Regions from separate parts of the Mus musculus genome. Here region 2 is linked to region 1. Evidence: chromatin contacts called from public promoter capture Hi-C data. All regions are on one chromosome and are shown on one strand. The core of a region is the stretch at or near the end of the contact, and the rest is flanking DNA. Distances in the headings are between cores, read along the strand shown. Region 1 holds the start of Col18a1 (collagen, type XVIII, alpha 1). Region 2 holds the start of Slc19a1 (solute carrier family 19 (folate transporter), member 1).

What was found. Capture Hi-C pulls out chosen DNA fragments and counts their contacts.
Region 2: a contact with region 1 is called in a promoter capture Hi-C map of pancreatic islet. The contact joins the promoter of Slc19a1 here to the promoter of Col18a1 in region 1. A contact is called at or near these places in 1 of 115 datasets of contacts at active chromatin or transcription factors (pancreatic cancer cells) and 1 of 9 other capture datasets (pancreatic islet).

The regions. Positions count from the first base shown.
Region 1 is chr10:77,161,894-77,169,623 of GRCm38.p6, forward strand. It overlaps Col18a1 (collagen, type XVIII, alpha 1), which reads right to left and starts at 4,637. Exons shown (of 42, transcript NM_009929.3): 1 at 4,546-4,637; 2 at 4,397-4,467. The coding sequence starts at 4,556.
Region 2 is chr10:77,028,782-77,036,511 of GRCm38.p6, forward strand. It overlaps Slc19a1 (solute carrier family 19 (folate transporter), member 1), which reads left to right and starts at 4,431. Exons shown (of 6, transcript NM_031196.3): 1 at 4,431-4,566. It overlaps Gm3137 (predicted gene, 3137), which reads right to left and starts at 794. Exons shown (of 4, transcript NR_152191.1): 1 at 756-794.

The sequences.
Region 1 (7,730 bases), core at 3,387-5,886:
GGCTATGGCTCTGTCTGCAGCAGCCAGATGGCTGTGCTTAGGCTTGCCCATATGAAGGAGCCAGGAAGAAGATATGCTCCCACAGGCAAGGACCAGGCATGCGCCTGCAGCCCAAAGCTGACCTGACTCAGCGCATCTGTGATCAGAAATTCCGACAGCCAACTGACATGAGCAAAAAGACCCACTAACCTGAGCTGCATCTCTCAGCCAGCAACCTGGCTCCCACATCCCCAACCAGCATGGCTAGAGCTGCAGACCAAACTACTGGGGGTCCCTGCCTGAAGGGGCTGCCTACTCCAGGAGGAACACAGTGTGAGTTGAGCAGATACATTGTATGTCATAAAAACACCCCTGAATCAGAGAAAAAGACACAGCAGTATAAACAGCTTTACCAAGAGTTCTCAGATGCCCACAACAGCCACTCCATTAGGGCTGGGAAATCCATGCTTCAAAGCCAGGTGATAGCAGCTATAACATCTGGGCACACAGGACTGTGCACAAAACTTGCCCTGCCCCATTCTCTGCTGCCTCGGGAAAACATAGGCCTGCATGATCTCACTACAGAGTTGGGAACTTGATCTAGAGAAGCAGATGACCTGGCCAGAGGAACAGAGCTATTCCACTCCTGGGATGTATGTTAGATGCTCCCAGACTGTTCTATGATTTCATCATGACACTTGCAATTCAAAATGGAGCAAATTTTCAAACCTCATAAACATACCAAATATATTTCAACTGTTTCTTTTCTAACAGAGAGCATCTGATGAAGTTCTAAGTCCTGAGTCTACATCTGTGGTCCAAGAAATGTTCATGGAGTAGTTAGTGGTCCAGGACTCCTTGGGCCTCCCAGTGAACCCAACTTTTCTAACACTACAGATGGAGACAGAACTCAGAAGTCGCCGGGCAGTGGTGGCGCATGCCTTTAATCCCAGCACTTGGGAGTCAGAGGCAGGTGAATTTCTGAATTTGAGGACAGCCTGGTCTACAGAGTGAGTTCCAGGACAGCCAGGGCTACACAGAGAAACCCTGTCTCAAAAAAACCAAAAAAAAAAAAAAAAAAAAAAAAAAAATCAACAACAACAACAAAATAAAAGAACTCAGAAGTTTACATAGACAAAGAACATGTGTGTATATGTGTGCGTGCACACACATGCGCACACTCAAGTGTGTATTCATGTGCAACTGTTCTGGCCTGTTTACTTCTACGTGTGAGTATATGTTGTGGTTTTTGTGGATGGTGCTGCATGTGTGCGTGTGCATGCATGTATGTATTCATGTGCAACTGTTCTGGCATGCCCCATGTACTTCCATATTTGTATGTATGAATGTATGTATGTATGTTGGGTTTTCCTTTGTGGTTGATGCTGCATTGCATGGGGCTTGTGTGTGTGCTTGCACATACATGTGCGTGCATGCATGGTATGCATTTGTGACTGTGAGAATGTTCACCTGTTTGTGTGCACATTTATGTATGAACACACATGGGCATTTGGGGGGCACAAATGTGAATGAGTTTGTGTGCATGAGTGCATATGTGGTTTGCATTGTGTGAACATGTATGCATATCTGTATGTCCATTTATGTATGAACATCGCATTCATGGTCACTTGTGCCCTGAGCACATATATACACGAATATGCATGTCTGTACAGTACATTTTCAAAGTGGAACAGCAGTGAGCAGAGGCAGCGCTCTGGCCTGATTAGCCACAGCATCTACCTGCACCCTGGGGAGGTCAGCTCACTCCTTCTAGGTTTCCTCAGGAAGAGGGCTTCCCCTCTCTCAGCCCCCCTCCCTTCCTTTGAAGGAAAAACAGGAGTACCCTGAAAAACAAGTTTTGCTGAAATTCAAAACTATCTTCAAGGTCTTTGCATCTGAATCCTGAAGACTCCCCAGTGGGTGAGGCAAGGAATGGGAGCCCTTTCCCACTAACTTAAAGTCTAATGTTACCAAGTGCCTGTGTGCCCCATCCCTGCAGACCTACTGAGGGAATGCAGCTCAGGGGCACTGCTGTGTGCTAAAGCAGCTGTAGTCAGTAGCGATGCTAAGAGTCAGGCATAGAGCACAGGCAATCTGTAGGAAAGTCAAGCACGAGAAGAGCTGGGGACAAGAGGATATGAAGTCAGCACCAGGGTGGTTATGAGCACCCATAGATGCCTCCTTGGCGTGTCCTCTTTCCTCACAGACCCCTCTTTAAAGTCCATAACCACACGGCGAATAGGAGTGCACAAGAGAAGAAACTGCAGACAAATGGGGGACCTTGCATATCCTAGGAGTCCTAGGTGGTGTGACAGCTCCCCCGAGGCAGGTTAAGAGTAGAGATACAACCCACTATTTCAGAGCATCCAAAGGAATCTCAGAATGGGCAGCACCTCAGGACCAGTCCAAAAACAGAGAGGGGCTTTGCTCAGCATAGACACATTTATTTGGAGATGTAGCTAGGCCTCCAGGCAGCTAAGGGCGGTTTCTACATGACCCAAGCAAATCACAACCTGCCAGTCAGGATTTCAGGCATATTAGTTCTCCCCCACCCCACCCCCATACCTCCTCCCCCTCCATACCCATCCCCCACCCCCAATAACTTAAAAGCTCAACAGTTATCCTGGTCCAGAGGACTCAGCCCTACCGGGATGAGGAGCCCTGGCCATGTTGGGGGAGGAGCTGGTGTAAGCAACACAAGCCGCGGCCCCCGCCCCCCCCCCCCCCACTGAGCAGCTTTTGACTCAACCTCCAGGAGGCAAAAGAATCACATTCCTTGGACATCTCTAGAGGGACCTCCCTGTCCCTGAGGGTGCACCACTAAAACCCCCAACAGTAGCTACAGCAAGCAGAGAGACATCACCTTCCCAAGGTTATCCTTAGATCGCCAAGTTTACAGACACAGAGGTTTGTTCCACCCAAAGGCTAAAATTACGATCTATCACCTTTCTACACTTGAAACCAGTCTAGCTGGGGGGCTGGTGTGTGTGTGTGTGTGTGTGCTGCTCTCTCCAGCATCTTTCCTTTGTCATCAGTGGTTACAGAAGAGGCCCCAGGCTTACAAATCCCTGTCTGCAGCCCCTGCCAGGCCCTCATTTGATTAATAGCCCCAAGTGCCACGCGGTTGGTCAGTAAGAACAGCCTGGCCAAGACCCATCTCCTGCAGTTGAAAGGCGTTACCCTACCCCCACCCCACCCCACCCCACCCCACCCCCTGTAGTTAACACAAATAAATGAAGAACTATCTGCTACCCAAGCAACAGGTGCTTTTCAGATCTGCTGTTTAAAAGGGCCTGTACTGATGTTTAGCCTGAAGTGACTAACGCACTAAAGCAATGTACCAAGTTACTTTTCCTTCCCAGAGTGACTCCCCTCCTCTCTTTATCTTTTATCCTTCATGATGCTGTGGCAAGAGGCCTGGGACCACAGCAGGTGATACTGCAGAGTTCGGATTTGGTTCTTTCGGGAGGTCACCAGCAGGCGCCTTTGTGATAAAGCGCGGGGTTTCTACCCCGGCAGTCTGGCATTGCACCAACCCCCAACTCAGGAGCCTCTTGGATATGTTGAGCAGGAGGAGAGCAGCCAGTTGCTGGTTAGCTGCAGAATCTCTGAGCTGGTGGCAAAGCAGTTCTCAGTGCGCCCATGCTGCTGCGGTCCTCACAGGGCAGCAAAGAAGGCGACGATTCCGTGGGCTTAGGAGCATTGTGGCCGGCCTGACTGCGCTTGGCGCTCATCAGCATCAAAGGGGACCGCGCGCAACCCGACACCACTGCAGGCGCGGGGGACAGGGGCCTGGAGCTGCAGTGGTACACAAAGACTAGCCGGCCACCGGAGTCCGGCCCCGGGCAAACGCGCGCAGTTTTGCCTCAACAGGTTGGAAACGCAAAGATGACGCCATGCACTTAACGATCTTTCTCGGTTCTTTCTCAGCCGTGACAAACCCCGCCCACGGTCCCTCCCGAGGACCTGGAGGGACCGGCGGCGGCCACTCACTCAAGCGTTGACCAGAATGAGGCCAGGAAGGGCAACATTGGTGAGGTGGGACACGGGTGTATGCCTCTGCTTGCCTAGCCAGCGGAACGCACAAACTTCCCCGCAGAGCCGCTTAAGTCTGGCCACCCCACAAGGGACTCCAAACACGGACAGCTCGCACCCCGGAACCCCAGACGCTCAAACCCTAGAGAATGAATGGCCAACATAAGCAACACAGCACTGAAAACGCCACCATCGCGCTACCCTTGAGCGCTCCAGCCACCGGCCGCCACCTGCGCGTGGGCAGGGCCCGGACGCCACTGCCTCCCGGCAGACCGTACAGGATAAGAGGTGGCTGTTTCGGGGACAAGCCACAGAACTGCACAAAAGGCACGTAAGTAGAGCGAACCCTGGGGCACCAAGTTATGTTTCCATCCAGGCTTACCTGGCTCTGCCCAGGAGACGCGTGCCACCAGCAGCAAGACCAAACTGGTGAGCACATCCAGGAGGTGCCACCTGCGGAGGACAGTCACAGGTCAGTGGAGCCCAAGAGACCCGCAACCCCTCTCACCCTTTAGCCCTGAGCCTGCAAACCTGGGCGCCATCTCCCCAGGCCAGGCCGTCTGCGCCCGGATGCTGCACCCAGCTCCTCGGTGAGCCGCTAGCCCACAGTGCTCCCGACCGCTGCTGCGGGCTAGGGCAGGGGTGGGCAGGGGCGGGACGGGGCGGAGACAGCTCGATGGGCGGGGCTCTGGGCTCAAGAAGCAGAGCTGGGCCAGAGAGGACCCGGTGAGCAATCTGGTAGGATCGGAACCTGGGAGCAAGCAGGGTGAACAAGGGCTGGCATCTATCGCAGCTTCTAAAACTCTGAGTGGCAGTCTCGTCCTCTCTCCAATGTCTCCAACGCGGGTGTTGTCCCTTCATACCATGTTGCCTCCTGAAGCTACCAGAGGCAATATGTGAGATCCAGATTCAAAGCCAGAGCAAGGTGCAAGGATGTCCCGCATTCATTAATTCATGCCCACTGCAGGGCATGTGTTCAGTCTGTGAGGTGGACAACGGGAAGGTCAGAGATTTGAAGAAAGAAGACATCTACCATCAGTGGAAACTTCGGAGCGACCACGACCACTTCTTATGTCCCTTGCACTCTTGGATCCCTGGGTGTGTCATGAGGGTCCTGCCAGCCTCAATATCTCCACTGTCTTCTAGTCCAGGGCAGGCTCTCTAAACCGTGCACGTTGCCATGGTGCACCCCCACGGGTATCTCCTCCAAGAGCTGCCTGCAGGTGTACATGTGTTATGAAGCCAGCCACACCCAGGGGTGACCCCTGTCCCCACATCCACCCCCCCCACACACAATTGGAATACCCAGAGACAAAAAGGTACCTTCAAGTAAGCACACACACACACACACACATTTTTCTCTCTTTTGGGCTCCTTCCTCCAACAACAGGGCAGCATGGCCTTCCTGGCCTGGCCTTTAACAAAATCAGAGACATTGACCCCTATCAAACAGCAAATCCAGATTCCAGAAAGCCATTCGCGCTGGCCTAGTGACAATTTCCCAAATTCCCCAGCCCTCATCCTTGCCCATCTCCACTGTCCTTCTTAGCCTGGCTCATTTCCCAGACCACAAAGAACTATCCAGGTTCAGCCAGGGTCCCCAGACCTTCTCACACCTCCACCCTGAGTCTGTACCATCTCAAGTGACTCACACTTTTTCTGCAGACCAGAGACCAAGTCCTTCAGTAACACCCCATAGCTTTTCCTAAACCCCAGAGTTCTTCCTAATCCTCCCAGGCCCCTCTCCAGTCTCCCTTCCTCTTAGTCTCCATATAGCCTCCTGACCTGGGCTGGTTCTGCCCTCCCTCTGCCCACTGCTCCGCAGCTGCAGCCCGAGGCCTGCTTGGGATTCTCATCTGCTCACATCATCTGAATCCTCTCCAGGCTTCAAAGGCCGGATCCTGCCCCAGACCCAGGGGCCTGCCCAGTCTCGCCCATCCACCTGGCCCACATCCCCACTTCATCCGCCTTCAAACCTGGAGTCCCTGTCCAGGTGAAAAGGGCACAGGGAGGAAGAAAGCAATCTAGAGGACTGTAGTCCACATTTTTTTAAAAGAATACAAATGATTGATTGCCCTGCACTCTTTTTCAAAACTATTTCAGAGGCGAGGATAGGTCCATGTGCTGTCTGTGCCTGGCAGGTCTTTGTGTGCAACTCCACGTGTGTTTTTCCATAGTTATACTTAGCATGTGCACGTGTGTGTCCGATGACATGTATTCGTGCACACATACATGTAGGGGCATGTCCTGGATCTCAGTAATCCTGTCTCTCTTTGTATTCATGTCTGTCTACCTGGAAGCCATGCCCATGTGGGGAGTCTGAGGTAGACTTGGGGGAAGGAGAAGGAGTTTGGGGGGAGGGGGAGGAGGGGGTTCTTGTTTCTTCTGCCTGCCTTCCAGGTCTGCTCCCACTGCAGTAGGGCCTAATTCCTCAATCTTCAATTAGCCGATTGGAGCTCAACTATGTGTCCAAAACTGCAGGCCTCTGCAGGTGGCGGGATGTAGCCCCCAGGGCTGTCTGTCATTCCTGGGAGAAATCCTGAAATGGAGGGGGGCACACCAGGCATCCGGGGGCTTCAGAGTCCGCTGCCTGCCTTCTTCAAGGTTTGACACCTCAGGCTGAGGGGAGTCCACTTCAGAAGAGTTTGGGGATGGTGAAGGAGGAGCAGCAGGAGACAAGCAAGCCTCCTGGTCTTTCCCAGACACAGGGAAGATTATTCAAAGGTGTCAAAGCTACTGACAATGGAAATCACCCACAGGAGCTCTCTGCTATGAATGCAGTGTCAGGAAGCAACAGTGGCTGTTAAAAAAAATCCCGGCATGTTCTATACGTCTTTCCTATAGTCTCTGTCCTGCTCTTGGGCCCTTACAACATCTCCATTCCCCCCATAATATTCACAGCTTTTTCCTAGAAGGGTTTTGATCCCTTCGTATATACAATTAACACATGATCACTCTAGAAGGGGGGGGGGGGGCTGAAAATACAGAAATGCACTTAGGAAGATCTCAGTTAGTGCTAGACTCTATGCCCTTCCTCTTCTTCCGCATCAATATGCTCAGCTCTAGCCCTAGTCTCTGCAACTGAGGGGCACAGAAGAGGAAACACATACACACAGAGAGAGGGGGAGGGAGAGAGAGAGAGAGAGAGAGAGAGAGAGAGAGAGATCGGTCCTCAGCATGGTGCCTGGCTCCCCTAGCATCTTGGGTTCAACTCCAGACTCTGTTTCTACTCTTATGCCCAGAGCGACACCATGGAGTTGGGCATGAGCTACGTGTGAGTCAGCTTCCTGTTGCTGTGACAAAATTAAAAAAAACACAATCAACTTAGAAGGAAGAATGTCTCCTTTAGGATCCTCACTTCTTAGGGTTCAGACTACCAACTTTATAACTTTTAATACCAACTTCTGTATTAGTCAGGGTTCTCTAGAGTCACAGAACTTATGGACAGTCTCTAGATAGTAAAGGGATTTATTGATGACTTACAGTCGGCAGCCCAATTCCCAACAATGGTTCAGTCGCAGCTGTGAATGGAAGTCCAAGGATCTAGCAGTTACTCAGTCTCACGCAGCAAGCAGGCGAAGGAGCAAGAGCAAGAGCCCAGTCATATTGGAACCTTAAGCCTGCCAGAACATCACAACAGGAAGCCTATCTCAGAGGAGGCTGCCCACTGATCGACTGGAAGAGAGAGGGACCAACAGTCCCTCAAAGGACATGCT
Region 2 (7,730 bases), core at 3,181-5,680, 130 kb before region 1:
GGCTGTACTTCTCTGCTGTTTGGCATCCCCCAGTACTGGAGTCTTCTGCTGTAACTGGGCTCCACTTTCACCAGGAGCCTCTCCTGAGCTCCCTTTACCCTGCTATGCAGTGCCAAGCCTCAGCTGCTCTCCACTTTCACACCTTTGAAACCAACACCAACACCTAAGTGATTCTCAACACGACCCAGCTCAGCTGCCAACAGGAGGTACAACCTCGGCCACCTCTGAAACACAGCCTCTGTGTGCTGACCCTGAGGAAACATTTCCTAGATTTCACCTCAGTGATGCTGGTCTCGTCTTAATCACAGCTGATTCATTAGTGCCAGGTGACCAGCATCCATTGTCCCAGCCAATCAAAGGTTTTACTTTAGCGGTTCTGGTTTCTTGTTAATCCCGCTAACTCTTTCGCTCCAGTTGACCAGGCACCACAGATCCCTCACACAAATGGCCCTGTAGAGTCTTTGCTTCTCCCTGAAACTTCACAAGCCAGGCCTCTGTTGTCTGCAAGGATCTCAGCATTCTTCCCTTCCAAACTCCTAAGAACAGTTCACCAAACTCTCAACACTCAATGGCTTTTCTAGCCCAAGGCTCCTAGTTAGAATTACTATTGCTGTGACGAGATACCATGAAAGCTTTGATTGGCTTACACTTCCATATCCCTGTTCATCACCAAAGGAAGCCAGGACAGGAACCTAAACAGAGCAGGAACCTGGAGGCAGGAGCTGATGCAGACGCCATGAATCAGCCTCGCTTACCGGTTTGCTCCTTGTGGCTTGCTCAGCTTGCTTCCTTATAGAACCCAGGATCCTCAGCCCAGGGATGGCACCACCCACACTGGGCTGTGCCCTCTCCCATCAATCACTAATTAAGAGACTGCCCTACAGCTGGATGTTATGGAGGCATTTTCTCAACTGAGGCTCCCTTTTCCCCGGTTGCTCTAGCATGTGTCAAGCTGACATAAAACTCGCCAGCACATCTTGTTGAGGGAAGGCCATGGTCCTGTCTGAGAGGGATGTCTTCCCCTAGTCTAGTATACGCTTAGATTTCCACTGTGTGTTGGGACACCTTGTGCTGCTGGTAGAGAGAGGTGGACTCTTGGAAGCAGTCACCCCAGTAGATTCTGACCTGGCCCTTTATGGTGAGGCGATGTGAGGCCTGGCTTTTCTGGAGCTGGGCAAAGGCTAAGCAGGCTACCTCAGTCAGGTCCTTGATCCGGAACAATATGGACTTTGGGACCATTAGCAATGAACACAGTTGCTGGGCTCCCTGGCTGGAATGAGCATGGCAGGGAAGTCCCGTGCTGTTCTTTCTCTTCCTGGATCTGACTGTGGCAGCTCAAGTGTTCTCAAGTGAGCCTTGACAGTGGGATGAAATGGCAGCTGGGCTGCTTTCCCTCATGAGCCCTGCCAGCCCGAGACTAGGATGGTGACAAGTGCCCATCTTATTCTTCAAACTCCTCTGCATAGCAGACATGCCAGTCTATCTTGCTGGTAGGAGGTGCGGAGCTAGAGGACTCCCCAGAGGCACCCCTGAGCTGGGGTGGGCTGCTTGTTCCTAACCTCAGAGCCCAGCCCCCACTAGGCAGCCTTGCCTCTTGCTGGGAAATGGTCTGGAGAGGTAGGGTGTTAGCAGACTAGCCCAGGTCCGTGGGTTCACAACCTGTGGGGGAATCAAATGACCTTTTCACAGGGGTCACCTAAGACCATTAGAAAACACAGATAGATGCCATTATGACTCATAACAGTAACATAATTACAGCTATGAAGTTGCACCAAAAATAAATGTATAATGGGGGGGGGTGTCACCACAATGTGAGGAACTTTATTAAAGGATAGCAACATTGGGAAGGTTGAAAACCTCTGCTCTGGATGATATTGGATGGGCAGAACCCATGTGTCCTCTAGGGGTAGTCATGCTGTTATCAGGCAGTGAGTTAGGACGGTCTTCCAGAGCTTAGTACCTTATGGGATTGAGCTGCAGAACTCACACATGCTCCTCCAGATGTCTGTGGCTCTGCAAACTTCAGGCCTTGCTGTGGCAACTGTGACTAGAACTTATAGGTTGCTTGGGGTTTAGCTCGTGACTCATCCTGACCCCTCCCACCTATGGCTCCTTCCTGGGTAACAGCTCTCACTCCCATGGGCCAGACTGAAGGCAACTGCCATGCTAACACTAGCACTTAAACAAACAGTAGGTCACTTTATATCCAAGAAACCATTCCTCAAAGCACTTATTACATTCCCAAAAATTGACCATGCCGGCCATACGGCGGAGCCTTCTCAGCGCCAGCATCTGGTATTTTAGGCAGCAGACATCCCGGAAACTTCCTCATTCTTCCCCAAGTCTTCTCCAAATGACCCAGGGTGGGTGGGGTGGGGGAGGCTGGAGAGATGGCTCAGGGGTTAAGAGCACTGGCTGCTCTTTCAGAGGACCCTGGTTCAATTCCCAGCACCCACATGGCAGCTCACAATTGGTACAGGGACCATTCTACCTCTGGTCCACCTACAAGGTGCAGGTCCTTCAGGAATCCTAACACAGGGATAAACAGGACTGCAGGAAGCCCAGTGCCCTGGGATAGATGCGCTTATCAGTATCTTCTTCTCTGTGACATATAGGCCATGCAGACTGGATACCACTACCTGTTCCTGTGGGTAGGGTGTCCTCACTGAACCCCAAAGAGGCACAGACCTGTCTGGCACAGAGATAATCACAATCTTCCTCCACACCCCCTCTACCTCCTTTACCTTGCCCTTCAGGCTGTAAGTAGTAAGTGGCCCGAGGGTGTAGATAACCAACACAGCCAGATATGGGAGCCTTCCAGCTCACCCTAAAATTCCTCCAGCTACCTGACCATCATTTCCAAAGAATGTGACATTTGTTCCTGTCCCTTTCAACTCACAAGGACTTGCATTGCTGGACCAAGTCTGGCGTGGTTAATGGCAAGGGTCCTGCAGATTTCCCAGGCAGGAGGTGGGGGTAGCAGCCAGCCCCAAGAGCGCATGCATGCCTGCTGCCAACTTGTAGAGAGGAGCCAGTGCGTTTTCCAAACGTGCCATGAGGCCCGCCATTGCTTTCCACATCTCTGGCCAGAGAAGCACTCTAGCTTCCTGATTCCCTTGTATAGCAACTAGGTGGCCAGCACCTTTGCATGTACCAAGAAGGCCCAAGTCCAGAGGGGTGTGGCCCCCATGGGCTGGGGAGGAGCCGTGCTGGTGTGGAGACTGGGTTCTCACACCTGGGACCCCATTCGTATAGATGACCATACCTATAGTCTAACCTCCCGGCACCCCACCACCTTGGGAATCTATTAAACCAGAGTTGCTGGTCGGCCATTCCTCTTTGGACCCATGCCCCTCTCCATTCGTTCTACTTTGCTGCCCTCGCAAGTACTCCGCCAAAACCCATCAGGAGGAAAGAGGCTGGTTTCAGGGAGCCCCGCCCTCTCCCAACCCACCTCAGGCTGCTAGCAGCCTCCACCTGCTGAGCATCAGCTGAACATCCCTGCTGGGGTGAGAGTTTGAAAGATTGGGGGATTGGTGGTGAAGGAGGGTGGGGTGGGGCCTAAAACGCTTAGGCCAGACTTCTGTCCCTGTTAACAGTCAAGTAGGTTGATACAAGGTGAGTAAGGTTTTGTGTGTGTGTGTGTGTGTGTGTGTGTGTGTGTGTGTGTGTGTAGGGGGTCTCCATGCATAGCTCAGCGCAATCCGTCGGTGCCCTTGGAACCTAAAGACGCTGATACCCAAACGAAGGGCGTGCACAGCTGGTGCAGTCTATATCTAGCGGTCAATGCCTTGGTGCCTGGAATGCTTTAGCAGGTGGTCGCGGGGCGCTCGTCTCAAGAGGAGCCGGACAGAGCCAGCGCAGACTTCTGCAGGCCAGCAGGGGTCAGGGGCGGACCCGGGGAGGGGCCTTGCTTGGTCTTAGGCCGGGCGGTCACCTCTGTGCTCGATCAGATCAAGCAATCTGCTGTGAGCTGAGACCCGGTCAAGCGCTGGACGGGTAGGGGGCTCGTAAAGGGGCTCAGGCGGGCTGCGGGGCCCAGGGGTTGGGTGAAGAGGAGACGGGATGGAAGGGGGCGGGGAAGAAGGGACTTATTGGAGAGGCGGACAGAGAGGGTCGGCTTGAGGAGGAAGCACAGGAGCCCGAACACTGGGCGAGCGTACTGAAGGGGGCCTGGAGTCTAGAGATGTAGGTTCTTAGGGCACAGGCTAGCAGACGCGCCACCGGTCGTCCGCTCCTCAGGGAACCACAAGACCCACCCGGTAGTAAATCTCCAAGTGTAGAGGGCGCGTGCATGAACCCCCTGTGGAAGTAGCTGCGGGTGTAGCCAGGTGTTTGCCCCGCCTCCTGGAAGTTCTGCGGCTGCGCCTCCTGTCTACCACGCTGGCCACTCCTTCGGGGCGTGGTCAGTCAGGTAACCACGCCTCTCCATGCGGCCCTTGAGCCTACGCGCGGGTTTTTGGGTGTTGTAGTCTGCGTGTGCGCGTTGAATCAGCCACAGGCCTGTGGGACGCAGAGCTAGGAATCCATTCTATGCGTGCCTGGGGAGCCACGGGGTAGTGCAAGGTACGGTTCTGTTCCTTCCGGTGTCCTGAAGACGAAAGCGGGCTGAATTCTCCACTACAGAGGACCGCGGAGTCCTTGGCGCGACTACAAAGCTCCAGGCAGGGTTTGTAGCGTGCGGAAGGCGCATGCGGGGTCTGCTGGGTGGAAGACAAGCAGAAGTCTTTGGGATGCATAGGGGCAGTAGGATAGGTGTGGGACACGGGCTAGTATCTGTGGGGTGTCAGGGTCCTTCTGTGAATACAGAGTATAGGTGAGGACCTCAGCGTTACGAGCCTCGGGGCAAGAGTCTGAGTGCTGGCCCGCATCCTGGGCTCATGGTTGCAGAACCGTCGGGAGGATAAATCCCCAGGCTGCCTAGTGGGACCTTTGAGCGCCATTTCTCTCCTTGTCATTCCTCTGGAACGGAGTTCTTTTGCTTTCAAAGTATCTTCCTCAGGTCAGGAATCACCACGTGCGCCTGCCCCAGCGACTTTAGAGCACGTGTTGCCTGCAAGGAAACCCCACTGCCCACGCCCTGGACGTGGCGCGCCTCCAAGGCTCATTGTTTAGCTCAGAGGTTGTAGGCACCCTGACAACTGTTAACAACTTCCCTTTGGAACAGGTGGAATCTGCAGCTTGTACAGGCTGCCTGTAGTAGCCAGTCTTTTCTGTACTTCCAGCATCTCTGTGACAGGGATACTAGACTTGGCTAATAGCCTAGGAATAAACCATATTGACGTGACTCCTCACCCGGTGAGTGTTCCCATCCTAACTTCCCTGTCTTCACGATGTTGGTCGGAACCTCAGGGGGCTAGAAGATGTTTGTGGGCCTTCTCTCAGTGGAGAGGATAGACTAAATCCTTAGACTTGCTTGCCTGACTGTTAAGAAGTAGCCTCCTCCCAGTGAGACTCAAGGACTCCGGGAGCTGCTCAGATGGACTCAGCAGGGCACAGAGCCTCTGACTTTGCAGAGCCTGACACATTCTCCGGGCTAGGGAGCCGGATGTGTGCCTTCCAACAAGGCACTGGGGCTGAGGAAAGAGATTGATTCTGGGCATTTGAGCCAGTGGCAAAGATACAGTCAACACTCAGCCACCACAATGGGAGAAGGGCATTGGCGTTTGTTTTCCCCCCTTCCTTAATTAAAAGGAACCTTCCTGTTTCAAGATAAAAAGAAAGTGGGCCTTGGAAAGAAGTTTGTGAACAGTTGTATTCCACACTTCTTACCCACCTCCACCCCTACCCCCATCTCTCACACGGGTGCTAGGCTGGTCAGAAAGGACTGTGTAGTGCCCCTCCCCGACACTACAACCCACCCGGGCTGCCAAGAATTTCTTTCAGTTGCCTGGAAGAGGTTGCAAGTTAAGAAGCCACAGGATGCTCAGGGCATATGGAGTCCTGGTCCACTGTGAGGCCCGCAAGCCATGAGCTTCCTTCCATACTCAGTTCCAATATGTAGAGAACAGGATTCCCCCTCATCTTTCCTTTGGCTGAATAGAGCTGAACCTAGCTTTGTTAGGAAGAGCAGCCTGGGCTCTGAGCTAGAGAAAGAGGGTATTGTGTCAGAGCTGGACACTAACTATGTGGCAGTGATGTTACCTCCAGTAGAGTGTCATAAACTGCCCCAGGCAGTCTCTGCCTAGGTAACAGCCTGGAGAATCCAGGCTGAGACCACCTGCCCCGTGCAAACAAGAGTTTGGGCCCCTGTTTTTTTGACTCGGACCTTGGACTCCCTGGCCACTATTCTGAATAGCAGCTTTTCCTCTGTCTGGCCTGTGGCCTGCCCAGTAGTCACTACTCCAGACCTAGAAGCTCTGGGAAGTTTGCGATTCTAAGCTTTCAACCCCTAGTCCATCCCATGCTATTAGCAAGTCCTGTGGGAAGGTAGCAGAGCCGAGCCTGCGGCTCTGGAACTGGGGGAGGCAGTTCCGGAAACGTTTCAAGTTTGAGCAGAGCAGCAGCTGGAGAAGGCCAGAGGGCCTGACTGTTCCTGTTTCTACCTCCTAGGCATGAGGGCCCTGGGCTTACTTCAGACCCAGGCAGTACCTCCTAGCTTAGATGAGGGAAGAGCCAGAGGCAGGTCCCAGGCGCTTGTGGCTTTACCAAGAGCCAGTCCCTAATTCCTAGTCTCTAGGCATCTAGGTTTTTCTGTTGAACGGGTGTTTATGGTGGAAAGCGTGAGCTGGGCAGGGGAGATGACTTGGTACGTGGTTCCCCAGAGACTAGGAGGTGCCCATGTGTCCCCTGTGAGCACATGCCAGGATCCTCATCAGTAACGTGGTCTGAGCAGAGAAGCCCAGGGACTCAGTCTAGGCTCCTGGCTCTTGTCACTGAGATTGCAAAACATCTTGTGATGTAGGACAGCTCCCTTGAACAGACCTGAGTGTGGGACGGGTGTGTGGGTGGATGGAGTTTTCAGAACCTCAGAGTCTATTTCCTGGGCCTTGAGCATTTAGCCCAGCCACTTACCGTTTTTTGTTTTTTTTGTTTTTTTTTTTTTTTTTGCACTAGTTAGGGTAGAACAGCCTGATAATCCTAGCGGGCTCCAGGAGTTCTTCAGATGGTCTCTCTAGCCATGGTACAGTACCTGTTGAAGGACCGGAGCCAGATCATTTTACAGACCCCCGAGCAGGAGGGCCCTGATGGACTCTCTCCATGGTATAAACCTATAGTGCCCTGGGTGTAGCAGCCTTGGGAGTCGGTGAGCTATACATATGGAGTAATACAGAGTTTATTCTGTACTGGTGTCTGATAACGTCTACTATCCCTGGATTCTAAGAGACACCAAGTAAAGGTGCTCCTGTTATCTCTGGGGATGACCTCTCCGATGAGGGCCACCTAAGCCTATAGTAGGCTCAGAATTCTAGATTTAGCTATATTCCTGGACACCACCTAGCCAGGGAGCTGCTTTAGTTTGGGCAATTGCCCAACCTGGCCAGTCTTAGCAATATGTGTTGAGGTCTGCCTTCACCTGCCTCATCCCCTCTGGAGATGTCAATGCCACAGGGTGAACCTCCTGAGTGCTGTGCCCTTATTGGCTGTTTGTGCTGCTCTGGGGACATTTGAGATGAGGCTAAGCAGGGCTCAGAGTTTGTTCAGCTGAGGTGACGTAGCCTGTGTTTGTGTTTTCTCCAGCCAGGCCCCCTGCCTGGATGCCTGTTTCCATTCTTACATGAGAAAGAATG